Linked DNA regions of Mus musculus: all the other regions are linked to region 2. A link is a contact called in public HiChIP or PLAC-seq, Micro-C and promoter capture Hi-C data. All regions are on one chromosome and are shown on one strand. The core of a region is the stretch at or near the end of the contact, and the rest is flanking DNA. Distances in the headings are between cores, read along the strand shown. Region 1 holds the start of Cluap1 (clusterin associated protein 1). Region 2 holds the start of Tfap4 (transcription factor AP4). Region 3 holds the start of Nlrc3 (NLR family, CARD domain containing 3). Region 4 holds the start of Nagpa (N-acetylglucosamine-1-phosphodiester alpha-N-acetylglucosaminidase). Region 5 holds the start of Naa60 (N(alpha)-acetyltransferase 60, NatF catalytic subunit). Region 6 holds the start of Zfp263 (zinc finger protein 263). Region 7 holds the start of Alg1 (asparagine-linked glycosylation 1 (beta-1,4-mannosyltransferase)).

Region 1 (3,644 bases), core at 884-3,383, 650 kb after region 2:
ACATGAGAAAAACACGTTGTTAGAACAAGATTATACATTGTTTTTTTTCCTCCAGTGACCATATATGATTTTCATGACATAAATTTTAAAGATCAATTACTTTATAGTCAGAGAAAATTTAATAAGAGAATGGCTGAACTATCTGCAGTATTTAGATTTACTGTAAAAAAAAAGATTAGTAAACAAGCTGGGCGTGGTGGTGCACGCCTTTAATCCCAGCACTTGGGAGGCAGAGGCAGGCGGATTTCTGAGTTCGAGGCCAGCCTGGTCTACAGAGTGAGGTCCAGGCCAGCCAGGGCTACACAGAGAAACCCTGTCTCGAAAAACCAAAGATTAGTAAACAGTAATATTTTAAGTTGGGAGCAACTAAAACAAAGCCACACTGCTTGAAAGAAAGGAGAAAACAATGATGAAGAAAGCGAGGCTTACAGATGAGCAACCAAGCCTGGCGTGGTGCTGCATACCTTTAATCCCAGTGCTCATAGGCAGAGGCAGATGGACCTCTGTGAACCTGATGCTAACCTGGTCTATGAAACAAGTTCTAGGTCATCCAGGGCTGTTGTTCAAGACAGGAAAAAACCTTGTCTTGAAAAACAAGTAAAAGAGAGCAAGAAAGCAAGAAAACAACCAACATTTCTGAGTTCTTACAATATGCTGAGATCTTGACCATGGTTCCTGGCAATGTAATGTCTACTCATGCTTACGGGTATTCAAAATGTACATTCAGCATTCCAAACAATCTATCTGGGCAACAAAGCAGGGCAGGCAGACTCTGCTAGGTCACGAAGAGATGGTAGAAAGATAGGAAGCATCCTTCCCTTATTTCTTTCCCTTATATCACACACACACATATATCCCATATATGTATACCCTTTATATTGCAGCTTTTCCTTATACCTCTATGAAAAAAGTCAGGTTTTGCCTAAACACTCCTTTTAGCTAAGTAGTAGCTATCAAGTTCTCCACTGTTATAAATGGTGACAGTCTCATAGATTACACACTATACAGCATTTATTTAAGGTAAAAAAATATAAATCAGTATAAATTCTGAAATACTCCTTTTAAATATTCTTTCCAGTACAATGATCACTATTCAATGATCCCAGTAAAGTGCCAGCCTCATCAAAAACTACGTGGGACAGTCATAATTACACTGTTTCAAATACCCTCAAACCCTAGACAACACGACCCTAATAGCTGCTACTCTTCTGTAAGTGAAGTAAGATTTTTTAGGTCACACAGTCCCATCACTCTAGCTGTGTGAACCAGGGGTAGCTATACTACTTAACTTGCAGTTAAAACTAGGAACAATAAGGGTGAAATATAATCACCTGCCACAAAAAGGATGTTTCCCCCAAAGAGTATAACGAGTAAGAGTAGTCTGCTTCCCCACTCTCTAGCCAAGTTCTCTGCCCAGTATTTGGCATTCAGGCAAGCTGGATTCAAACTCTAAAGCAACTCGTTCAATTACTTTGACCTCTTGCTGCCTGTTTCATCTCTAACCAGGGCACAAACCTGCTAGGAGTAAATGAAATATTGCCCACATAGAGGACAGCATGTGACAGATTGTAACATACAAACAAACAAAACAAACCCTCAAAAATGAACAAAACAACCTAGCAGCACTAGCCATCCATTCATCCGGCCACTTCCTCGGCTTTACTGGTTCTTTCTACAAACTAAATGCAGAAGAAGTCTCCATTTCCGCAAGACCTTTCTAATGCGGCTGCAAATGTGGCCGTGACAACCAGAGATAAAATGAGGTGAAATTAAACATTCAGTTCTTCAGCGGCTCGAGACACATTCCCAGTGTTCTAGCTACACGTGGCCAGTGACGGACCGAACTTTCCAAAGGTGCTGTAAAGTTCTGTCAGCCCCTGGCTGGCCCAGGGACCCACGGCCTGCCTGGGCCCACGGCTCTGGCAGGGGTCCGGCAGGGGAGTCTCGAGATCCTGGGAAGCCCACGGGAAAGCCGGGTGCAGCCTTACTGCGGAGGTCGCGGAAAGACATGGCGCTCTGGTCCCCAAGAGTCCACTGGGGCGCCGCTGCCCGTCTCTGTAGAGTTCGCAGGCCCAGCGCTCTCCGGTCTCTATAGCAACGCTCAGAGGCCTTGGACAGCGTGCGGACCAGGCCAAACAGGACAGGAAGCGAAGAGGGGTGGTGAGCGCAAGCGCAGGACACAGACCAACAGGTGGCGCCAAGCACCTTGCGAGCTGCGCAACGTCATAGTCTTTCAGAGAGCGCTTTTGGCTCTGGTCCCGTTGGAACTCTCATTACCTCACTGATATATGGAGCACATTATAACCTTTTGTGACCGAGTCTCCTTTGTATTTGTAAAAGCATAGCTAAACCCCGCAGTCGAAGCCTCATAAAGTATCCACAGAATGACAGGAACGAAGATACCCTACCCTGGGCAGAATTCGAGACCTGTACCCGGAAGGCTTTTGTGCACGCACAGCTAGTCAGTATTCCCGACAAGCCGGAAATTGGCGCCCAGACTCGCGCGCCAGAGGTTGCCCTGGAAACTGTGGAGCGAGGTAGTGCTGGTGTACCACGCCTAGGGTGTCAGGGTCAGCACAGGCTCTACAGAGAACTCTCCTTGGTGACTGCTACGAGTCGAGGACAACCGCGACAAAAGCAGGGCTGGAGAGAGGAGAGCTGTGCCAGGAAGGGTGGGCGATAAGGAAAATGGGTAGGTGCAAGAAGTAAAGGTGCCCTTGGCTAGAACACGGTGGTACTGACCAAGAGTAGATACTTAAGGACAAAAATATGTGGGGTAGGGCCATACATTCGTGGCTAGTCTAACATGGGGGACAATGCATTTGAACAGTCTTTGCAACAAATGGTTTTGAAACAATGAGCAATCCATAGCAAATTAATATCTATGTAAAAAACAATGGTTCATACACCTAGATGTAAAACCTAGAACTAAATTTTCTATAATGAAACAGAGTTGTGGTGGAGTTAAGATTCTAAAGAACCTGTAGTTTTATATTTCTACCAGCAGAATAATTGTTCCAGTTTGTCAGAATGCACAGGAAAAAAATTGGCATTATCTACATACTGCTTAACCTATGAGAAAATGGATAATTAGACAAGTGTCACCCAGAACCATCTTCTCAGCATGATTCAGATCTCTACAGGTTTGTTCTCCAAATCCTCGTTCTCCCTGCCACAAATGAGGAAGCCTAGCGAATGACTTTCCAGCATACCAAAGCCAATTTGTCTTATGTGGCTTGCTCTGAATCTAACATCAACAAATTTACCCTAGGTTTCTGGTCTCTTCCCTTGCCCGCCTCCCTCCTTGCCCCTGACATACCATACTCTCCCAAACTAGGAGGTCCAGGAAGACTAGTCTTTACTGTGACATCATAAGGACCAGTTGCTATGGGAGACCTGCAGATCCACCCCCTAGACAGGGGAGAGCAGGCCCTACTGCACAGAAGGCCTGGCCACTCCTCCCCCACCATACTGGCCCTCCATGGAAGCCTTGGTCTGTGCATTCTCTGAGCTTCGAATAAGAGAAGGTGCCTGGCTGCAGGGAGGAGCAGCAGCAGAGATGCCACACTGTCCCAACCTGGGCCCAAAGCTACTGGGGAGAGCCCAGGGATGTGCATGCTTGGGAAGGGAGTAACTCCTGATCT
Region 2 (3,913 bases), core at 866-3,365:
ATACCTGATGTACAGAGACACCCACAGGTGAAACAATCATACACACACATACACACATCTGTGCAGTGGTGGCTCCTTTAATTCCAGAGGAAGCAGGGGGTGGGGGGAGGAATCTCAGTGAGTTCTGTGACAGTCAGGGCTATATAGTGAAACCCAGTCTGGGGGTGGAGGTGGGGTGAAATTGCCTTTTTTCATATTCTTTACTTCCTTTAAACTTTTAAAAATTAATTTCTAAGTATGTATGTATGTATGCTAAAGTGCACATGCCAAGGTCAGGAGAGAATTTGTGGAAGCTGGTTCTCTCTTTATACCACGGGGATTCTGGGAATAAAAACCAGGTCATCAGGCTTGCAGGCCAACATCTTTACCTATAAAGCCATTTCACCTGCCTTCCTGATTTTTTCTTCTCCCATTTCTTTGTCTTTTTTTTTTTTTTTTTTTTCCCCGAGACAGGGTTTCTCTGTATAGCCCTGGCTGTCCTGGAACTCACTTTGTAGACCAGGCTGGCCTCGAACTCAGTAATCCACCTGCCTCTGCCTCCCAAGTGCTGGGATTAAAGGCATGCGCTACCACCGCCTTGCTTCTTTGTCTTTTTTAGAGGCACGATCGTATCTTCGATCTCCAAGCGCTAGAATTCTGGATTACAGGTGTGCAACTGCACAGCCCAGCCGGCTAGGAAGTGCTGCTTTTCAAGTTACGTGTCCCTGGGATTAGATGCTAATTGATCTGGCATCTACAGTTAGAGATCAGGTTGGTAATATTGAACAATGTTTTCTAATAATACCCAACAATTGTTATAAATAGAAGTATTTCAACTAAGAGGCTCGATTTGGGTGGAACCTTGGAAGGCAGCGAATGGGTCTGGGAAAGGCGCTGAGCTGGAGCGAGGACATTCCGAGGCAGGCGTGGGCTTCCTGAGCCTGGGGCCAAGCCCTCCAGGAGTCTGGGGAGGGCCGGGACCGGAAGGTGGGGGCGTGTCAGAGGACGGAAGCTCACCCCTAAAACGTCCCCTCCCTTGCCCCAGACCACCACTCCCCCCCCATTGTAGAGCGCGCCCTCTGGCGGTGGAGCAAGTTTTATCCCGCCTTCCCCATGAATGAGAAGCTGCAGCCCGCTGCGCGCGAAGTCGGAAAGTAAGGTAGTGAAAGAGGCAAGACAGGACCTGGCAGCCACCACCAGACCTCTAATGGATATTCGGACCGCGCTGGCAGCCTGCCTCAGGGCCGCTGCTGTTCTGGCTTGCCTCCGCCCTTCCCTTCCTTCCCACTTGCTCTCTCTTCCTATGGCAGCCCCAAACATCCGAGGTACCTTGCGCACCTGCCTGTACCCTTCGCAATCTAATTTCCTAGCACCAGTCAGAGTTTGGGCCAGGCAGCCACCTGGGTAAAGACGGAGGGAGGAGGCTGGCGGGTGGTCAGAGTCAGCCCCAAGTTACTTGTGGGAAACAGTGGCTATGACGCAAGTTTCCAGGGGGCCCGGGTCGGCTCGAAAGGGAGCGCGCCAGAGTGGCTCTGCTCCGCTCCGTGCAGTGGCAATTATGAAAATGCAAAAGCCTGAAGCACACACCCAAAAGAGCCTTCCCTTTGCTGCTGCAGCCCCGCCCAGCGCGTCCTCCAGGATAGCGGTGCGCAAAGACCCCGCACTGGGCAGTCCTCACCGGACCCTGGACTGCACAGACTGGGATCCCGTGCGGTGGGGCTGGCCTTTTTTTTTTTTTTTTTTTTTTTTTTTTTCTTTTTAGCTACGCTTGCCAACCTGTCAGCTGATGGACCTCATCACCCATAGTGGCGCATGTAGCTGGGCCGCTGTTCACTCCATTCACATCGTGTCCCCCCACAGCCAGCTGTCGACCCCTGATTCCTGATCCCAGGGTTAAGTCTGCAGACCCATGTAGTAGTCGGTCCCAAGGAGCTTGCGCCCTTCTCGCCCCAGCATCCAGTCGCCCTGGGGGGGGCGCTGCAAATAGTCCTTTGTTTACATGCAATTCCTTACTCCGCGGAAGGAGGCCGGGGAGTGCTGAGTTTTCACCAGCTGTTTCCCGCCTTGAAACAGACATCTGATCAGCTGCAAACACACACACACACACACACACACACACACACACACATACACACGCCCGGGGAGGCAGGCTGGAGAGACCTCCCGCCCGCCCCTCCCGCCCGCCTCCCTCCCCTCGCCGCTGCTGCTGCTGCCGCCAGCATCTGGGACCGGCCGATTCTGCACCTCCGTCCGGCGCTGCCCTTTGATTCGGATTTCCATCTTGCATTCTCCGGCTGACCGCGAGACCTGGCTCGTGCACAGGAGGGGGGCCTATCGCTATGGAGTATTTCATGGTGCCCACTCAGAAGGTGCCCTCTTTGCAACATTTCAGGAAAACAGAGAAAGAAGTGATAGGAGGGCTCTGTAGGTGTGTACTGCTCCTCCCCCCAACCCCTTCTTCCCATTGCAGCCCCCGGCCAGCCCGCCCGGGCGGGTGCGCGTGTGCGCACGCATGGCTCGCGCCTCCGAGCTCGCTCGCCTTTCTTAGCTACTGGGTCCGCTGCAGTCTCTGGAACCCTGCTTGCGTTGCCTAGGGACCCTCTTCCCTTGGAACGTGGGGACCCCGAGAGGTTCTGTCCACTTTTGTCCGCTGCAGGCGGGCGAGTCGCGACGTTTGTAAATTGCAAACAGACCCACGTGGTGCTGCAGCAGTCCCGGCCATGCTTGCTGCTGGTGGCTTTCACCCAGCGCTTCCTCCTCCCCCCGCCAGCTTTGGCTTCCTTCCTTTTCCTTGCTTACTCGCGCTTTCTGGGAACCCTCTTCTAAGGAGGTCGTTTTGGGGGGGGCCCGGAGTGTGCGAGAGGACAGCTACAATGCTGCCATGCCGCGGTTCCAGGCTGCGGGGAGGGGGGGCGGGGAGCCGGGTGGTGTGAACGTTTGCAGAGAACAGGGCTGCAGCAGGGTTGGGGGCGTGCTCGCTCGAGGTTGCGAGGCGTACGTGGACCTTTAGTGGCCATGCTTCAAGCAGGGAAGTTGCGGTCCCCCACACGTTGGCAGTCACTAGTCGCACGTTCTCCGCCCGCGCTCGGGTGCTGTTTACTAGCGAGGCCTGGACGTGACTCTGCAGCCCTCTTGGAGTAGGCGGGCCTCTGCGCGCACGACCTCACGGGAGCTGTAGTTCTCTATGCCGGGTCGGTGCTGCATTGTGGGACTTGTAGGCGCTTCGGGGCCACGCTTTACTTGCACAAAGCTCGGCCGTAACCAACTAGGTGGGCTAAGCAGGCCAGGTGGGGAGGCCTTTTGATGAGGGTGCGTCTTAGGTTGCTTCAGGGCTCTAGTCTACTTCCTGTTGCATATGGGTCTGCAAACTTTGCTGTCCCACTTCTGTTCCTCAGTCATAAATGCAAAGCGTTGAATCTCCTGGTCGGGTGGGTGGTCGGAGGTCTCTCTTGAGATACCCCTTAGTGAGCTTGATCCTACCTAGGTTGCCCCAGATCCACTCGCTACTAAATCGCGATTGACCAGTGGCCGAATCTCTCTTAAACTCTTGTTAAATCGTCATGTCTGAGATTTCTATTGCCGGCCCTGGTATCTGCTCATTGAACCCTACAAGCCGGCTGGGTCCGGGCGGGGATGGTGGTGGTGCACGCAAGGAGAGGTTTCTCCAGCGCGCTTAAGTTTGAAACCGACGATCTCTTTCCTGCCTGCCGTGCTACTCTAGGAGCGTAATGGCTCCCCAGGGCTGGGGCCACGTGCTCCGACACCCCAGCCAGGCAGGGCTGGGGCTGGAGGAGGAGGAGCCCGCTGAGTGGCATAGGCTGGTTGGTAGACAGCAACGCCTGTGGGGCAGGTTGCTGCATAGGTATAAAATCCAGGTAGGGATCCCACTTTACTTTCAAGTTGAGAGCCAATACCTAGGGCCTGTTGGTGGGTC
Region 3 (3,573 bases), core at 248-2,747, 580 kb after region 2:
GTGCTGGACACAAGTACATCATACATATCACCAGATGTGGTCTGGGTGGACAGGGAGGTCTGGGTAATATGAACAGACCTCTAGCCTGTTCACTTCTGTGGTCCAGCCCTTGCCATGGGCTAGGCTTGTCTGTGTTGAACCACAGCCTAGCTTGGATAAACAACTACTAGCTCAGGTAAGGAAACCATAGGAAAAGGCCCCTGACTGCAGGCTGGAAGCCTTACACTCCCCAAGTTAAGAAGAACTGAGCCTACTAACTGCCTTGCTGTTTGCTCTCAGGTAACAAAGTCTCAGAGTGAAGAAGACCCTGGAGAAATGTGTATATTTGGGCATGTGTGTATGCATGTGCGTGCACACACACACACATCAGAATAGCCCATGTATGGGGCTGGTGGCCATTACTGGGAGGAGAGGAAGGAGCTAGCACTAGGATGTTCCCCAAGATCCTCAGGAAGAAGGCTGTTTCCTCTCCTGCTAGATCTCTGGAGGAGGCAGGCTGAGCCTCTTGGGCCTCGTGTGACTGGCCCACAAAGCACCTTTGCTGCACCCCTTGGCCAGGACTATAGCTCTCTGCTTCCCCTGCTTAGAGCCTCCTCAGGCTTCCCATGGTCTGCCACGGTGTCCACAAGTTCCCAGCCTGCTCCTCTGTGCTCAGTAGGGAAAGAGATGGGTGGCAGACGTTCCAAAACAGCATTTCTAACCTAGCACCAAAGTCCTACCTCTCCATGGGAAACAAAGGTCTGCCACATGCCTCCTGCACCCCTGCATGCAGGCTGCTCTCAACATCGGAACTCAACAGATGCCTGAGAACTCTGTGTGCTTGCTGAAGAGCCCAAGGCCCCTTGGTCACTTGGCTACCACGTCTCCTAAGTCAGTCAGAGCTGTCACAGTAAATGGCTTCCTTCCCCCCTCCCTACTCCCCCATCAGTAGAAGACATTCTAAATGGTCCATTTATTGCAAGCTTTTTTTTTTCTCTTTTGATCGCTCTCAGCCACGTCCTTGTCCTTATCCTTTCTTCTGCATCTGAGCAGGACACCTACCTTCCTGCTGTGAATAGCTGTGTGCTGCATTCCAGGGTCCACTGACTCACAGGGATAGGGCTAGGTCAGAAGCACCTCTAGGGTGAAAGACGTGCTTTAATAAGAGGAAGGTCACTGGGTATCAAAGCCTGGAGGCATGCAGGCATTCCGGCCCCACTGACTATCTCTCAGCAGTGTGACCTAAACCCAGGTGCTGACCTCCTCCCTGCCCCCTGCTTCCCCACCCCCCACCTTCTGACAGTCTGTTGGAGGATGGAGAATGAATGTCAACAATTTTGGCACTGTACCCATCCCGAGCACATGCTGTGAGGATGCTCAGTCCCAGAATGGAGATCCAACATAACTTCCCTACTCTGGGGGATGTGACAGAACCAAAGAGGTGAGCCTGGGGCCAAGCAGCTCACTGATTTGTCAGCGAGGCTGTTAGCTTTTAAAACTAGACAGGAAGGAAGGTTGAGGTGGAGGACAGGAAGAGCTGAGGGGCTGCAGTGACAGTGGGTGGGCTCCTGGGGACTACAGGATGTGGTAGGTCTGTCACTCCCAGCCCTGGCGTGATCAGTGTGATAAACTCCCCTGATCTCTTCAGAGAAGGTTTCCTCAGCTCTGGACAGACCAAGGTCTCAGCCTCAGCTGACCTGCCACTGACTACCCAAGGCATTCAGCCATAAACATGGCCTCCCGCTCACTGGAGCAGAGCTGTGCCCAGGAGCATGCAGGCGGAGCCCTTTAGCACCCTGGAGCAGCCACCATGGCAGGAAGGTAAGTAGCACCCAGAGCACATCGGTGCAAGGGAGGACTCAGGAAAAGCTGCTAGGGAGGGTAGAGGCTCTGAAGGCCTGAGGGCACGAGGAGGCTACGGAGTGCTGAGCCCTGGGTGTTGGAGCTGCTGGGTCTGGATGCGTCAGTGTCTGGTAGACTCACTTGTGCCCAGGGTGATGATCCACAAGTTCTAGGGGAGAAGACCCAGCTCTGTGTTCTTGGTGATGGCATGGGCGGAGCAGGATGCATTGCAGGTTGCAAGTAAGCAGCACCACGATTGGAACCCGGTTCCTCCAAGGCTGTGATCCCAAGCAGGTGACCCTCTTCTTGTGTTCATTTGCCACCTGTAAGTGGAGTCACAACTCCAGCACCTACCCCAAAGGTCAAGGGGCGTGCTACATACAACTCCCAGCTTTCCCATAATACCCCTCCCCCAGGGCCACTCCTAGCCACACCCTGGCGTTAGTTAAAACTTGTCATTCTGAGACTGCTAACCAAGGGAGGCCTCTGTAAGAGGTGTGGCTGCAAAGCCTAGTGAATGTTAAACACAGGGAGTGTTAGCTATGGTGTCCACCCATGGACAGGCTTCTAGGCCCTGGGGCTCCTCCCGGCTCCCCTCCTTATCACAGGCTCACTTTGGCCATCCCGCAACGGTTGTATCTACTTTGCTGCTGGGAGGGCTAGATCTACCTGCTTGCTGGTACTCCAGGTCAATGCTGTGGTGTATCCTTAGGGCAGAAGTTACTTCTTTCAGGATGCTGATCTCAGAAACCAGATAGTTGCTATGGTTGCTAAGTCAGGCCTGGGGAGGGAGATGAGGGTAAAGAGTAGGTCATACAAAAAAACCCAAGGTACTATGTGTGTGGCCAGAGATATGAACAGTGCCGCCTCCCCCTGCCCCCCCCTTCCCCGTCCCCACCCTAGCTAAGCTAGGTGGGGCAAGGCCGGCATTTGGAAGGGACTCACCTGGCTCAGGCCGGGTCTGTGGCCCTGGCAGAGAAGCATGGCACAGAATAGGCTCCACCAGACATAATGCTTTGCCAGAGTCAAGAAGCACTGATCTAAGTCCTTTGAAAACATGGTTGCCTCATCCTCTTGTTTACAACAACCTTATTGTTTAGCAGTAATAAGATTATCTGGTGGGCATCCAATTACAGAAGGCAATAGCTAGCCTTGTTCCATGCCCTGACAATATCCTACTAGAAAGCATCCTGACCTTTGCCATGGACAGGCTGACAGTGATCTACTTCAGTTGGTCCAACTACATTTGTATTTCTGCACAGTTGCCAACTTCAAAAGTCAAGATGTACCTTACAGGTAGTGTTTAATCAATGTGTAGAAACTGGCACCCAGAGGTCTCTTGTGCTGCCTCTCAGGCAGAAGCAACCCCAAAAGTGACTATTTGACATCTCTTGTTTCAGATTGGTTTGTCCAGATTTTAAGTTCCCTGGAAATGGAATCCCAAAGCATATTCTTTAGTGGCCAACTGTGCAGGCATCCGTGTGATAGGCTGGGCCAACTGTGCGGGCATCTGCGTGATAGGCTGGGCCAACTGTGCGGGCATCCGCGTGATAGGCTGGGCCAACTGTGCGGGCATCTGTGTGATAGGTTGGGCCAACTGTGCGGGCATCTGCGTGATAGGTTGGGCCAACTGTGCAGGCATCTGCGTGATAGACTGGGCCAACTGTGCGGGCATCCGTGTGATAAGCTAGGCCAACTGTGCAGGCATCCGTGTGATAGGCTGGGCCAACTGTGCGGGCATCTGCGTGATAG
Region 4 (3,476 bases), core at 128-2,627, 640 kb before region 2:
CAAGGCTCAGTACAGATGGCTGAGCCTGATCACACACAGACCCCAAGAAGCATGGCTCTGGTTTCAAGCACACACACTGCTCACTGTAGACAGAAAGGGGCTTAAACCTATTCAAATCCCTGGCACCTACTAGATTGACAATGCCCCTGAGGAGGTCAGGAACTGGACTTTGCGTTGGGCTCTGCCTTTGGGTAAGCCCTAAGAAGAGCAGCCTCTGACAGGCAGCACTGAAGCACAAGCCGTGCTTCAAGGGGACACTCGCCAGGAGGATCCCAGGCTCGGGACTTACTATAACACAGGACACTTGTCACCTGAAAGCTTGAGTCAGTCAGTTATTATGGTCTGTGTGTGAGATACAAGTGGGTGCATAGGCAGTGGTGCACACATGTAGATCAGACTTTCTACAGCCAATTCTCTTCTTCCTCCTCTCCATGGGTTCAGGGTCTTCATCTCAGGTTGCACAGCGAGTTCATTTATGTGCTGTGCCATCTCGCCAGTCGTTCCTATATCCTAGAGGAAAACTAGTTTCTTCTGGTCAAGAGGAGGAAAGAGTGGAGACCTGTCATTCTAAGATACCCAAAACAGGGCCAGGTTGGGGACCTGTGCCTTTAATCCCATCACTTGGGGATTAGGTAGAAGCAAGAGGCTCTAGACCAGTCTACACACTGAATTTCAAGCCAGCCTACCTATAAATCAGAGACCCTGCTTCAAAAATAAAATTAAACAAAAACGAAGATAAACCAAGCTACCCAAAACACAAGAGTTAATCCAGTCAGACAGGTCTAGCAAATGCTAGGATGAAAGGTGTGCACCACCACGAGTGGGCTGCAAGCCTCTCTCTCTCTCTCTCTCTCTCTCTCTCTCTCGTTTGTTTTGTTTTTCGAGACAAGGTTTCTCTGTGTAGCCCTGGCTGTCCTGGAACTCACTCTGTAGACCAGGCTGGCCTCGAGCTTCACTCTTAAAAGTTCCTCTTCCTCCTCCTCCATCTTTTCCTCCTCTTACCCCCTAGGCTCCTTTTCCTCTTCTTGTCTTTCAGATAAAGTCTCAAGTAGTCCAGACTGGTCTCAAACTAACTAACTAGCCAAGAATAGCCAACCTCTTAACTTCCGATTCTCCTGCCTCTGCTGAATGCTGGGGTTGTGGCGTGGGCCACCACTTCTGGTTTGTGCAACACAGAAGGAACTAGGGCTTTAAGCACGAGAAGCAAGTTCTGTACAGACTTACACAGGCCCAGCATCTGTTCTTGCAATTTTCTGTAAGTTTGACATAATATGAGAATAAAAAGCTATCTATCTCCCTTCCAGCCTTACCCTCTCTGATGGAATTCGAATGCGTAATCAAAGCACCCAACAGCCTGGCCTGGAATCACGTGGGGCGAGCCCACGTGACCGGAGCACCAATCCAATATGGCGGCGCCCAGGGGGCCCGGGCTGTTCCTCATACCCGCGCTGCTCGGCTTACTCGGGGTGGCGTGGTGCAGCCTAAGCTTCGGGTGAGTGCAGCCGCCGGGGCCAGCCTGGCTGGGGTCCACCTTTCCTGAGCGCTCTCAGGCACAGCCCTCCGACCTCACGATCGCCCCGTCCCTGCAGGGTTTCCCGCGACGATGACCTGCTGCTGCCTTACCCACTAGCGCGCAGACGTCCCTCGCGAGACTGCGCCCGGGTGCGCTCAGGTAGCCCAGAGCAGGAGAGCTGGCCTCCGCCACCCACGAACCCCGGCGCCAGCCACCACGCGGCCGTGCGCACCTTCGTGTCGCACTTCGAGGGGCGCGCGGTGGCCGGCCACCTGACGCGGGTCGCCGATCCCCTACGCACTTTCTCGGTGCTGGAGCCCGGAGGAGCCGGGGGCTGCGCGCAGAAGCGCCGCGCTACTGTGGAGGACACAGCCGTCCCGGCCGGTTGCCGCATCGCTCAGAACGGTGGCTTCTTCCGCATGAGCACTGGCGAGTGCTTGGGGAACGTGGTGAGCGACGGGCGGCTGGTGAGCAGCTCAGGGGGACTGCAGAACGCGCAGTTCGGTATCCGACGCGATGGAACCATAGTCACCGGGTGAGGAGGCAGGGAGCCCCGGGGCTGTAGAGGGCAAAGGGTCTCTGATGTTCTTTCAGAGCCATGCCTCCGAGTCCAGGTCCCTAACCAAACTTCCTGTCTTTCTTCTTCCGAGTAATGACGCTGACACCTTCCTTCCTTTAAGTTTATTCATGTGCCACTGAATAATCTGTGATCAGGCCGTGTGTGGGGACTTGGGGAGGCGACCGTGAGCCTGAACACAGTTTGTGCCCTAGTGAACTTTGTGTAGTATTAGAGAAACATTTCGTGTTCAACGAAGCCATGGAACCAATTGGAAATAGTGTAGAGTTTATGGAGCAGTCCCAGACAGCTAGCTGGAGGCCTTTTGCTGTCCTGATAAAAATCCAGGTTAGACAAGGAGCTTGTTGAGGGCAGCCTTTGGAAGTTTCTGTGTTTCTTGAAATTTGACAGCAGCCAGAGTTGACAGCAGGCAGGCAGGAGTAGAAGGTAGCGCCATCTGGTGTTCCAGTTCTCTTCCAAGGTTCCGTTTTTTGCCAAGGCTGGGAAGTGGGCTTTCCCCAACTCTTCTCAGCCCTTGGTTGCAATTTCTGGGCCTGCCCATGTATCTGGTTCTTCATCCTTCAACATCAGCCAGTGTCACCACTGTTGATCTTAGGTTTTCACAGATCCTAAAACTTCTGCCAGTGACCAGCGCCTGCAGTTTCTCTTCCCTGGCTCTGTCCTTCAACCTCTCTACATTCCAGCCATCTCCCTTGCTCCTCTCTTGGACTCCCTTCCAGACTTGTTGTCATGATCACTGTCTCAGTACCCCTATTGCTCCTTTACAATGGTCCACTGACCTGCTCACCTCCTACTTTTTTTTTTTAAATGTGTGTGCATCTGTGTGTGCCTGAGGGGAGACCAGAGTTTGATTTCAAATGTCTTCTATTCTCTTTTCCTCCATCTTATTTTCTAACACAAAATCTGAATCTAGAGATCACTGGTTCAGTTAACCTGGCTGGCCGGCAAACCCCAGGGCCCTCCTGCTTCCCTCTGTCCACCCCACCCCAGCACTAAGGCTACAGTGTGTGCTGTTCCAGCCAGCTTTCTCATGGGTGCTGAGGATCTGAACGCAGGTTCACATGTGTGGTGGGAAGGCTTTTACCCAATGCTCTGTCTTTCCAGCCCATCCTCCCTTGTTAACTGCCAAACAGCTGCCTATCCTGTCCATGTGTAGCTCACTGCTACTTCTTTTATTATGAGGTCAGCACATGTTACTAAAGATGGCAAGAGAAGAAGGTTCTTTCATTGTGTCATAGCTATAGCTCAGGAGGAATTTTATTTCCTGTGTAGGCACACAGGAGAGCATCTTCCAGCTCACACTCCAACTGAACTAACTGAACACCTGCCTATATATCCAAAGAAGGGGTGTCAGTGCCAATCACAGCACACCTCCAGTGCAAATGA
Region 5 (3,650 bases), core at 1,003-3,502, 680 kb after region 2:
AGGACTCTATGCACCTGAGCTTCTCCACACTGCACTAAGAGGCACGCTGAGGCACCACAATCTCTCCTCTCAAGCACTCCTGAGCTTCTCCACACTGCACTAAGAGGCACGCTGAGGCACCACAATCTCTCCTGTCAAGCACTCCTGAGCTTCTCCACACTGCACTAAGAGGCACGCTGAGGCACCACAATCTCTCCTCTCAAGCACTCCTGAGCTTCTCCACACTGCACTAAGAGGCACGCTGAGGCACCACAATCTCTCCTGTCAAGCACTCCTGAGCTTCTCCACACTGCACTAAGAGGCACGCTGAGGCACCACAATCTCTCCTCTCAAGCACTCCTGAGCTTCTCCACACTGCACTAAGAGGCACGCTGAGGCACCACAATCTCTCCTCTCTCAAGCACTCCTTGGTTATAGATAACCTTTGGTCTTGGTTCAGGACTATCTTTAATCCCTCAGATCTGACATCCAGAAATCTTCCATTCTGGTCAGAAGCTTGTTGTTGCTATGCAACTTGGACAAGTCAAATCTAAAGATACTCTCCACACGGGTGTGTGGGTGTGGTTAAACAAACACTGACAAAATCTCTTCAAGTTACAACTTAAAGAGGTTAAAGATAGTAAGGACAAGACACATTGAGACTTAAAAAAACCAACAACCCGAAATTGTATGTTTTATGCTGGTGCTGGTGTGCTGACACCAGACCAGACTTAATTCTGTGACAAGATGTAACAATTTTCATGGAAACCCAGCCCAGGAAGCCTGATGTGGGGTTGTCTAGGTCTGTAAGATGAAAATCTAGCAAACTACAACCTTTTTAAAGAGTCAATGCAAACCCCACTCTCAGGGGGCTTACATCTGGCATATTATTCTTGTTGTATACAAAAACCCTAAAAGGAGGTGTGTAGACTTATGTTCCCTGCCATGAGCAGTGTACTACTTTGGCACGATGGCCCTTCGGCATCCTCTAGTTTTTAATCACATTGTACTAACTCGCAGTTCACTGGTGTGTGCATCTCTCTCTGTGTGTACTTATATGCTGTTTTTGTCCCAGACCTTCCTCTTCCTGACATTTCGGCTGGTAACAAGGTCACAGGCCTTCTAAAACTCTCCTCCATGTCACATGGTTTTGTGGACTCAAGTCTTTGCATAGATGATTTCGGGAGTAACATGACTTTGCCTGCTGGGTCACACAAGCCAGCAGACAAGCCAAGACTAATTCAGGGATTTTATGTTTCTAGTACTTTGAAAAAGGAAAAGCTCTTTGGCAACTTCCTTAATTAGCACTCCAGACACCACAGGAGCCACAGAGTTAGGCTGTGAGTCTCTTCTTTCAAGACCAAAGGGTGACAAGAATGACCCAAAAGCACATGGCTCTGGGACTTGGCAGAGTTAAGAGATCAATAAAGGAGCCAAAGTTTATGTTTATTGCAGCCTGGCTCCCCAAGCCTTGGGTTTTGACACCAGCAAGGCAGGCATTTGCTGGAGGTTCAGAAGGCCCAGAGTACCCTCTCCACAGCCCCAGCCCAAGACAGCAGCACTGGTCATAGATCCCCTTTTCTCCTTGGCAAATGTTTTCTCCAATTCAGAAGAAATAAGTCAGAGGCGATTATGGAGGGTCCGCTTAGCTTCCATGTGCCGGAATACCAAAAGTACTGCTGGAATGAAAAGACGCGACAGACCTAAAGCAGGGTCCTCGGCTTTCACGCGTGCAAAAAGTCGACAATTACCCCCAGCTCAACAAGTCCCTTAAGGGAGGCAGGCTGGAGCTAGAAGAGTCGACCAGACCCTTCACCTCCAAAACCAGAGGATGCCGCCTTTCCATCTCCCAATTCCTGCAATTACTGGCTGAGGGTCCCCAGAAAGGCCAATTCCCGACGCCCCACCGCGCCCCTCGCCGCCGTCACGGAAACAAACTGGGCGCTAAGAAGCGCCCCGCGCAGGGGTGGGTAAGGGGCTCTCCGGAAAACCCGGCCTCCCACGGGCGGGCAGTGCCCTCGGTGTCGCGACAGCGACCTCCTCACCGCCCCGATTTGCACCCGCCGAGGCCCCCGGCTGCCTCACCTCGGACGGGAGCCGGCGGCAGCGGACGGTGTCTCAAGGCTCAGCGCATCCTGGGGGAGCCGGGAAGCCGGACGTGGGACTGCGCGGTCCCCCGCGACAGATTATGTAACCGGCAGGGGCCGCAGCCGGGACAGGGAAGGCGGCCCCGCGGCACTTCCGCCTCTCCTGTGCTGCCGGCGGCGCAGCCCGGAAGATCATTGGCTGCTACGCCATGTGGCACCGCCCTCCCTGACGCCGCCGCCACCATGTTGGGAGCTGGCAAGCCTCTGGCCGCTGGCGGGACCTGCTCCCGAAGCCTCCCGCACTGGCGGCGGAAGCTCAAGACAGCTGCGAGCCGCCCAGCTGCCCTTGCGTGCATGCGTGGACACCGGCGGCGGCGGGCCGGGGTTTCCGCGCCTTTCCTCAATCAAGCGGGTCAGAGGGCGCCTTTCCTCGATCAAGCGGGTCAGAGGAGCTCCGAGGCCTCCCTAGTCCTGAGACGCACGGCTCCGCCGCTGGCCTGCTCTTCCCCCACTGGAGGTTAGTATTAATAGATGCTGGCGCTGGTGATTGCTAGAAGCCCTGACTCAAAAGGCACCGCCCCGCGCTCGCGCTGACAGCCACAGAAGGGTGGTCGTGAGCTATCATTGCAGTGGACAAGTGACATTGGCCTTCAGGGCTGGGTGGGGGTGGGAGTTCTATATCCAGATGTAATTCAGAGATAATTCAGTTCGTGTAACCAGAGAAAAGCTTGCTGACCAACAGTTTATTCTTTGCTTTTAGATAACTAAAATGGTATGTAGTCAAAGGCTCAACCAACCTTAAAAAAATATTAATATCCAAGAAATACATCAGTGCTACATCCACTCCAGTAGTGACTCGCATTACAGGTTTAGAAACCTGGAAGCAGTCATGAGGTGAAGACTTTCACGGAAACTTCGCCTCCTGGAGCCTTGGCATTCCAATAGCACGTATACTCAAACCCTGTCCCAGCGTTAGTCTGGTGTATGGATTCGTGTGCTCTCTTTCAGTATTGTTTTATTATAAGTGCCTTTAAGGATTGATTTTGACATATAGCTAAGCCTTTGTCAGTGTTCCAATGTCCTGACCCTGAGCTTGGAATTCAGTAAGAATGTTACCTATTCAGTAACATTCAAATTCACTTCTAGTAGAGACAGTGAAAATAATCAGACATTACAATTTACTAGAACAGAGCTAGAAAAGCTCAGGGCCAGTCTGCATAGTAATTACTTAGAACAATAGCTGAGTTTCACCCAAACACAGGAATACACAATGGCCTAGGAAATAGGTGGGTTGGAGTATTACTCATGAAAGGGTTAGTAGAATGGAATTCCCCTGGTGCAGGTTTTTCACTAGGCCCAGAGGAATAGCATAATCAGGTATTTACTAAAGGACCACTGTAGGTGGGTTTAACAATAGACTAGCATTGCATCAGAGCATTCACCTGGCTCCTGTGTTTGGCTGATCTTAATTAAGGATTGTTTCTATTCTCAGTTGTAAACAAGGCCTGGCTCCCATTATCTTTTTATGTATGCATTTTCTTTGTTTTGTGTAAGAACCAATGTACCTTGGCAAATGTATTCGCC
Region 6 (3,686 bases), core at 1,011-3,510, 820 kb after region 2:
ACAATATGCATTCCCCAACTGCAAGTCTCAGCTTTTAGGATTGACAGTAAACAAAAAGTAGCAAAGGTGTGCTAAGGTGATCTAAAGTAACAGGGTTATAGTAAAGGCATGTGAGCCATCCTCCATCCTGGCCGACAGGGTTCTAACCATACACCCCACATCAATCAGCTAACTAGAATTTGCCTGTTCTGTACACAGAATGGCTTTACTAAGAGCTTCCCCTTTCCTCCCATCCAACCTTTACAGAATTCATACCACCACTTTTAGGTTTTTCAGAACACAACTGAGAACTTTAACTTCAGAAATTCTTTCTCCTTGGCACCTGTACCACATTCTGCTAGGGTGAGTGGCAATCCCAGAGCCCCTCCTCCCTCCCACCTGCCCAGATAACTGTTCCTCACCCCTCTCCTTTACAGCCTGGGAGTCCCTTTGGGGGCTGGGGTCTAGCAGCTCCTGCAGCCTGGGGCCAGGGCTTCGCTCAGTCTCCATTGGCTCCAGCTTGAAGCTCGGTGACTCTCCTGCTGTTTCCAGTGGCAAAGGCTCCTCCAAAAGCACTTCTGCTCCCCGCCCTTGGTTTGTGACCTGGGAACCAACCCACATCACTCATCATCACAACGGGGCTGACAGAATTGGAAATTAGTACAGGATTCTTAGGACACACCCTCAACAGAGAACCACAGACTATCCCTTTGGTCTTGGCCAAGAAGATGTTTTATGCTAAGGGCTTTTTAGGTGGTAGCAGAAAATGGGGGAGGGATGGAGCAAGAAAACTGAGGGTCCACTCTCAATGCACACTTTCTCAACATATTCCATTGATACTCCTCACTTCTGCTCGATCACACTCACCTGTTCTAGATGCTTCCACGTTTCACTACTAGATAAGGTGAACTTATCAGGCTGCGACCATAGCCCCTCGGTGCTTAGCTGTTTTTCAGAGTTCAATTAGCAGAGATCCAGTTCTGTATTGCAAACTATTGACTAAGATATGCTGGGTGTTATCCACTAAATATAGGCCTGGGATAGTGGCACATGCCTGTGGGAATCAGCAGTGGGGAGGCTGAAGCAGGAGGATTGCCTCGAGTTTAAGCCTGGGCTACATATCTAGACTCTGCCTGTAACCCTAGAACTCGGAATTTGGGGAGACTGAAGGTGGAGGACCACCACTGTTCTGCAGCCAAGCTCAACTACACACTGAGTCAGTTAGCTTGAGCTACGTAAGACTTTGTCACAAAACAAACCCCTCAAAGCAGTGGCAGTAGGTGTCATCCAAACGACATACTTTTCTCCAAGTCCTCAAAATTATTCCCAGACAGTGCTTTAGCCAACAGAAAAACAGGACGAAACAGATTAAGTAGTCTGCCCAAAGTCACGAGGCCTGTGAGAAGCTTTCTAACTACATAACTAAATACTGGTGGAAGTGCTCCTCACTTCCTACTGTCGTCATATGGGAACAATCTGGAAGGAAAGGATAAGCTACAAAAAAATCCCTCTCCTTCCTGTAAAGTGTACTCAGGACGATCAAGTATATTCGACTACAGAAGAGGCTAGCACAATGACTTCCGGGCCAAACCACGGGTAAAACAGCTGTCACCTGTTGCCTCAGTTTCCCAAGTTCTTTCTGCATACGCTCCACAAGAGTGACTGCTTCTTCGCCGCTCTCTGGGCGCAGCTCCTGCACCCTGCTCTGAATCTCCTGGGGAAGGATAGTCAAGAACTGCTCCAGCACCAACAGCTCCAGGATCTGTTCCTTGGTGCGCATCTCCGGCCGCAGCCACCCGCGGCAAAGCTCCTGAAGCCGGCTAAGGGCCTCCCGGGGACCCGGGGCGTCCTGAAAGCGGAACCGTCGAAATCGCAGATGGGAGGCCTCCGGGCTGGGCTCTGGCTCAGGCGGGGGTACCTCGTGGCTCCAGGCACAGTCCTCCTCCAGTTTCACTATGAGGAGCCCTTCTGGCTCCTGCGAGCTTGGGCCCGCAGCCATAGTCATGCCCCGACACCAGCCTAGGTCCCGACACCAGCTACGTCCGCCTTGAGAGACGCCCTGGGTTCTGTACAGCAGTAGGCCACGGCTGCAGCAACCGAGAGACTCCGGGCTCCAAATCCCGCCGGAGGAACCCAGGTCACAATCTCAGCAATATCAGGCCTGCAGCGTCGCCACCTGACCGGCTTCTCAGGCCCGCACAGAACTTAAGTCGCAGGGCCCGGGTCGCAAGCCTCAGCACGCGAGTTAGGCGTCATAAGCCAACGGCCGCTAGTCAGGACGGACTTCCGGTTCACGTTTCCCTTGCGCTGTCTCCCATTGGGTCGGGTCTCACCACGTACTCACGGTCCACCCAGGACAAGGAAAATTTGCATAAAAGAGCGGGAGGGGAACAAGTCGGATGGGGATGAGGGGCGGGGCTACGCAATGGGCGGGGCCTCCAGGTGGGGAAGCGGTAGGGGTGGGAATCCCTGGGCGGATGTGACCCGGGGACAACCTGGCTCAGATTTGCATAGGAAAGTTTGCCAAAAGGTAAGTTCTTCAGCCACGCTTGAACCAGAGTCCAGAGGCGCTAGAGTGTCATGTCGGGGCCCAGAAGCTTAACAAAGAAAACCTTTCCGAAGGCCGATCCCAACACTCCGGAGACCTACAACCGGAAATAGACTGTGCTTCCAGGGCTCGAGCTGCCTGGGGCTGGTGGGAAATGTAGTCCATGGCGCGCCCTTGTTATTGCGCCTGCACTGTGGCTTGAGCAGGTCTAAATGGATTGTCGAGCTACGATAAACATACCCGTGCCCGAGCTTTTGCCTCCCTGTGAGCGATGGTCCCTAGTCCTCCATCTTTAGGTGGCTGGTCGACCCAGAAGAACGCTCTGGGTATGAACTGCTCTTGCCATCTCCCAGAGCAGGTCTAAGGATTAGCATAATCATCGGCTCTGACTATTTTCCTGAAGGTTGAAGAAAAGGAAACACCAAGGCGGACTTCCTTATTTTTTGAAGAGAGAATAGCCCAGGCCTGAGACTGCAGCTGTCACAGACAGGTGGTGGAGTCTGCAGATTCTAGGAGTGTGTCACGAAAACCCGTAATCACTTATTGGACACATGCTTACATTGTTGTCTATTCATTGCAACTCAAGAGGCAGGGAAAGCCTTCCTTGCTCTGGTCTCCCTTTGTGAACTTTTTATACTTTGTAAGACCTTGAGGCAGGAAAATGGCCACCAGGAGCTCCAGCAGCCAGGTCCCTCCCACCTCTGACTTCCTTAATGGTCCCTAACCCTAATAGTTGTTTAATAATAGCTGTTACTGTCATTCCCTGGCCCGAGGAGGAAGAGTAGCCTGGCCCCACCCTACAAGACAAAAAGATAAAAATAAATAAATCCCACCAACCCTGAACAGAAAAACCCACTAATCCTGGAGCTTGGTATAGAAACCCTTCAAGCCCTGAGCAAACTCATCAGTCTCTGATCTCCTTCAAGCTCAGTGAAATTCTACCAATCCTCACCCTGGAAAGCTGTGGTGGGAAGATTAAGAAATCTTGTATAAACCCTGCCTACCACTCAGTTCCCTGCTTTCTTTCCTGAGCTGAGAATGATGTTCTGGATTTTTCCTTCCCAATGAGTCTCTTGAATGAGGTTTGTCGTGCGGCACGACTTTTGGTTCCCGATTGCCAGGGTATCTTTCCCTTCAGAGCTTCAGCATTCATACATGA
Region 7 (3,613 bases), core at 636-3,135, 670 kb before region 2:
GGTCTTGTATAGCTGCAAGTTCACGAGTGCAGCAGCCCTCCCCATGTTTTTATAGGCTATGCACACAGAAGTATTAAATACATTTAATAATTTGTTCATTTTGTATGTGGGCTGGAAATCAAATCCAAGACCTCACTGAGCCACACCCACAACCCGATGTGTGCATGTTTAAAAGACCAGCAAGAGACCTGCTATGATAATGGTGATTCTCACAGAAGGAAAGAGCAGCTGGCACATACCTGGAGGAAGATGTAGGCTGCAGGGTCCATGCGCATCATCTTCCACAGCAAGTACACTGCCTGAAATACAACCTTGACTCCATACTGGAGAATTCGGGGCCCAGCTGCAAGTCAGAAAACATCTGTCTCTACAAAAGAGCTCTTGGCACTGAGAGTCCCTTCATCTTCCCAATACGCAACCATCCCTACCCCTAGTCAAGAACCTGGAGTTGACTGGTCCTACCTCCCAGGCCCCGCAGATCTGTCAACTTCACAATCCGAATCCTATCATTCTGCAAGAGTTCATCTCGAGGTTTGGAGTCTGCAAATGCAAATGAGCCCTTTCAGGTATCAGAAATAGCCAGTTACAGTCAGCTGGGTGTGTTCCTTCACATCTGTAATTCCAGTACTTGGAAGGATAAGGCAGGATAAAGTGTTCAAAGCCAGCATGTGCTACAAAGCATGCCCATCTCAAGTAAACAAGGTGGAAGGAAAATAACACCTATCAAAACCTCACAGGTCCCCAGTACCCAGAATAGAAAATGAGGTCACTTTGTGTTCTTCTATAGAATACCCTCGAAGGGCATTCATCATACCTACTTAATTTAACCTGATGACTGGCATGCAATAGGGACCCAATTTAACTGATAAAGAGTAGAACTCCTGGATGGCAGTCTGCCCTAGGATAGCACTCCACACGGGGACCAATAAGGGCTATTTCCACTTTCCCTTAGATAGAGCTGGGCCACCCCCAAGTTCGCAGATCCAATTTGAGGTGCCCAGCACGTGTTCGAGGATAGTTATGAATGTCCCCAACATGCTAGCAGATTTCATATGACTGTGTCAAAAGGTTGGATACCTGAGGGGCTACTAAAGTGCATGCCTTTAATCCCAACACTCTAAAGGCAGTAGCAAGTGGATCTCTGTGAGTTCAAGGACACTCTGGCCTACATAGTGAGATCCAAACCAGCTAGAGGCTGCATAGTAAGAGTGAACCCCTGAAAAATCATCCACGTGGACATGATGAGGGAGTGGACACCTCTGCCTACACCTTAGGGGACAAGAGAACCATCCACAGCAAGAAAAGCTCTGCGGCTGGACAAGGGATGTGAAGAAACATTCAGCCTGCCAACTCAGTGACAAAGGCAGCATGAGGAAGTGGTGACCAGCACTAAGGTCTCACACACCAGGGTTGCAGCCTGTCTGTGCACTACCTAAACAAAGCAAGTGACAGACACTTTTGCAACCGATCTATTTGTAGTCCTCACGTATGGTAAACGGCGACTGACGCCCGCTGCTCCCAGACACCAGAAAACAGCGGTCCAGACCAGAACAGGCAGGAGAGGAGCACAGCTGCTCCCGCCTCTGTCCCAAAACAGGGAGAGTCAAGGCTCCTGATTGAGCCTCCCTCTCAGGTCCCCGCCACTCACTGTAGAACCCCAGCAGCGTCACCGAAAAGCCGCTCTGGGCCAATGACAGCGCGTGGTACTGCATGCGGGGGCTGCGGCCCACGTCGCCCAGCACCACGACGACCATGTGCCGGGCCCTGCCCGTTTGCCGCCCACGCTTCCACAAGCCCAGCAGCAGCACCAGCAACAGCAGCGCCAGAACCAGCAGCGCCACGCAGGACGCTGCCATCTTGGCCGGCCGGCGCCGAGCACGTGACCGGGCCCGGAAGCCTCGCTATGCGCAAGCGCACACCCCAGACCCTGCCCAGGGGGAGGTGATTATGAAATCGCCTCTTTACGAAGGAGGAGGCGGAGCCTTGGATAAGGCGAGGTCTGGGAGAAAAGGAAAGAGAATTTGGAAGATGGGGGCGGGCTCTGAACGGGGGGGCGGGGCCTGGAAAGGGTAGGAGGCCTTTGAAGAGTTACTTAAGGAGCCCAAGAATGGACTTAGCCATGCCAAGTTCTCTGAAGTGTGTTTTCCCCTGTGAAAGTAAAGCTGTACCTTTATTGGAGTCTAAGAACTTCTTTTAAAGACCGCTAAGATAAATTTCAAACTATAATAATGATGATAATGATTACCTGCTGCTAGAGTACACTTCTCAGCTTCCCTTACGGACTGTGAAGTCATTTCTACCCCTATAGGAGGCCATATCTCATCTTCTGTGAGTATCTTAGCCATCTACACAAAAATGTACCCTCACCGTACATGAACTTGTCTCGGCTATGATCAGACCCAGCCTCTTTTATCTACTCTCTCAGTAGCTGCCTTTAATAATCTAACAAGAGAGATTAAATTTTAGATGAGAGGCTGATGAGTTTTCTTCAGGTAAAGGTGTTTGATGCTAAAGTAGGGTACCATCTCAGGAAGGAGAGAATCAACTCTCTACATCCTCTGACTTCCACGCTCCTGCTGTGACACACACAGCACCTCCCTTGTACACTAAATAAATAAAAACAATTTGGATGAATTTCCTAGTTTTGTTGAGGAAAGAGGCCATTCCCTGAGAAGTGAATGTATAAACAAGATCATGGCTACACATGGAAACCGATCTTTGTTGGTAGAAGGCAAGAGACCATAGGGCCTCTGGCTCTTTAGCAGAGGTGCCTTCCAGTGAGAAAATTTATTAAGCAAAATGTTTATCTCTTCATTTGTTAAGATGCATGCACATTGAATACAACAATTCAAATACAAAAGAGAGGAAGCAGGCATAGTATAGCCTGTAATTCTGGCACTGTGGAGGAGAAGCCAAGGTCATCCTCGACTCCATAGAGAGTTCAAGACCTGCCTGGGCAGCTTATGACAAGAACTCAAAAAAATAAGGGGCTGGATAAATGACTCAGCAGTTAAGAGCTCTTACTTGCAATCATGACAGGAGTTCAAATCCTGACACCCATGTAACAAGCTGGATGTCACCACAAAACCTATAATCTCAGCTGTGAGGGGCAGAAACAGAAAGCTCACTAAAGCTTGTTGGCTTTCAGCTTATAAGGAGAAAAAGGAGACTCAAGTTTAGGGAGAGACGAATAGACAATGGGTTATAGAGAAAGAAAGGAAGGGAAAGAAGGAAGGGAGGGAGGAAGGGAGGGAGGGAGGGAAGAAGGAAGGAAGGAAGGAAGGAAGGAAGGAAGGAAGGAAGGAAGGAAGGAAGGGAGAACTTTTTAAGTATGGGCAATAAAGGGAGAAAGAAAGAGATGCATAAGATAATGATAGTGGCATGAACTCTAGAGTTCCTGACTTTGCCAGCTAGAAAAGTACTGCTGTGTGGGGAGCTTTGGGGGCTGCATGGCAGGAATCTGACATTGGCCAAGGACAAGGAAATGGGCTTGGGGCAGGAATCTGACATTAGGCCATGACAAGGAAGTAAGTTCAGGCAGGAATTTTTTTTATTAGATATTTTCTTTATTTACATTTCAAATGCTATCCCGAAAGTTCCCTGTACCCTCCCC

The links. Promoter capture Hi-C pulls out the DNA fragments that hold promoters and counts their contacts. Hi-C and Micro-C count contacts between places; a contact is called where the count stands out from the background. HiChIP or PLAC-seq counts read pairs in DNA pulled down with a chosen protein or histone mark.
Region 1: a contact with region 2 is called in a FOXA1 HiChIP or PLAC-seq map of pancreatic cancer cells. The contact joins the promoter of Cluap1 here to the promoter of Tfap4 in region 2. A contact is called at or near these places in 3 of 39 promoter capture datasets (the 3T3-L1 cell line, cranial neural crest and stem cell-derived epiblast-like cells), 1 of 484 Hi-C or Micro-C datasets (embryonic stem cells) and 2 of 115 datasets of contacts at active chromatin or transcription factors (memory CD8 T cells and pancreatic cancer cells).
Region 3: a contact with region 2 is called in a Micro-C map of embryonic stem cells, with 4 times the contacts expected there. The contact joins the promoter of Nlrc3 here to the promoter of Tfap4 in region 2. A contact is called at or near these places in 1 of 39 promoter capture datasets (liver), 1 of 484 Hi-C or Micro-C datasets (embryonic stem cells) and 1 of 115 datasets of contacts at active chromatin or transcription factors (memory CD8 T cells).
Region 4: a promoter capture Hi-C map of pre-B cells shows a contact between it and region 2, with 3 times the contacts expected there. The contact joins the promoter of Nagpa here to the promoter of Tfap4 in region 2. A contact is called at or near these places in 3 of 39 promoter capture datasets (cranial neural crest, liver and pre-B cells), 1 of 15 datasets of contacts at CTCF or cohesin (embryonic stem cells), 1 of 115 datasets of contacts at active chromatin or transcription factors (large pre-B cells) and 2 of 9 other capture datasets (adipose tissue and liver).
Region 5: a Micro-C map of embryonic stem cells shows a contact between it and region 2, with 7 times the contacts expected there. The contact joins the promoter of Naa60 here to the promoter of Tfap4 in region 2. A contact is called at or near these places in 3 of 39 promoter capture datasets (the 3T3-L1 cell line, cranial neural crest and embryonic stem cells), 3 of 484 Hi-C or Micro-C datasets (CD4 T cells and embryonic stem cells) and 3 of 115 datasets of contacts at active chromatin or transcription factors (fetal liver, memory CD8 T cells and pancreatic cancer cells).
Region 6: a contact with region 2 is called in a FOXA1 HiChIP or PLAC-seq map of pancreatic cancer cells. The contact joins the promoter of Zfp263 here to the promoter of Tfap4 in region 2. A contact is called at or near these places in 3 of 39 promoter capture datasets (liver and pre-B cells), 1 of 484 Hi-C or Micro-C datasets (erythroblasts) and 2 of 115 datasets of contacts at active chromatin or transcription factors (memory CD8 T cells and pancreatic cancer cells).
Region 7: a promoter capture Hi-C map of pre-B cells shows a contact between it and region 2. The contact joins the promoter of Alg1 here to the promoter of Tfap4 in region 2. A contact is called at or near these places in 2 of 39 promoter capture datasets (cranial neural crest and pre-B cells), 1 of 115 datasets of contacts at active chromatin or transcription factors (pancreatic cancer cells) and 1 of 9 other capture datasets (adipose tissue).

Annotation. Positions count from the first base shown.
Region 1 is chr16:3,907,498-3,911,141 of GRCm38.p6, reverse strand. It overlaps Cluap1 (clusterin associated protein 1), which reads right to left and starts at 2,133. Exons shown (of 12, transcript NM_029738.2): 1 at 1,989-2,133. The coding sequence starts at 2,010. 1700037C18Rik (RIKEN cDNA 1700037C18 gene) reads left to right here and starts at 2,453. Exons shown (of 3, transcript NM_028484.2): 1 at 2,453-2,692. The coding sequence starts at 2,689. Gm41410 (predicted gene, 41410) reads left to right here and starts at 2,489. Exons shown (of 4, transcript NR_153801.1): 1 at 2,489-2,537.
Region 2 is chr16:4,557,922-4,561,834 of GRCm38.p6, reverse strand. Tfap4 (transcription factor AP4) reads left to right here and starts at 2,115. Exons shown (of 7, transcript NM_031182.2): 1 at 2,115-2,407. The coding sequence starts at 2,319.
Region 3 is chr16:3,974,556-3,978,128 of GRCm38.p6, reverse strand. Nlrc3 (NLR family, CARD domain containing 3) reads left to right here and starts at 1,497. Exons shown (of 18, transcript NM_001081280.2): 1 at 1,497-1,800. The coding sequence starts at 1,752.
Region 4 is chr16:5,201,913-5,205,388 of GRCm38.p6, reverse strand. Nagpa (N-acetylglucosamine-1-phosphodiester alpha-N-acetylglucosaminidase) reads left to right here and starts at 1,377. Exons shown (of 10, transcript NM_013796.3): 1 at 1,377-1,492; 2 at 1,590-2,048. The coding sequence starts at 1,407.
Region 5 is chr16:3,883,221-3,886,870 of GRCm38.p6, reverse strand. It overlaps Naa60 (N(alpha)-acetyltransferase 60, NatF catalytic subunit), which reads right to left and starts at 2,252. Exons shown (of 7, transcript NM_029090.3): 1 at 2,065-2,252. It also overlaps a transcript of Zfp597 not described here.
Region 6 is chr16:3,742,673-3,746,358 of GRCm38.p6, reverse strand. Zfp263 (zinc finger protein 263) reads right to left here and starts at 2,260. Exons shown (of 6, transcript NM_148924.3): 1 at 1,592-2,260; 2 at 402-582. The coding sequence starts at 1,984.
Region 7 is chr16:5,231,893-5,235,505 of GRCm38.p6, reverse strand. Alg1 (asparagine-linked glycosylation 1 (beta-1,4-mannosyltransferase)) reads right to left here and starts at 1,885. Exons shown (of 13, transcript NM_145362.2): 1 at 1,649-1,885; 2 at 463-540; 3 at 240-343. The coding sequence starts at 1,856.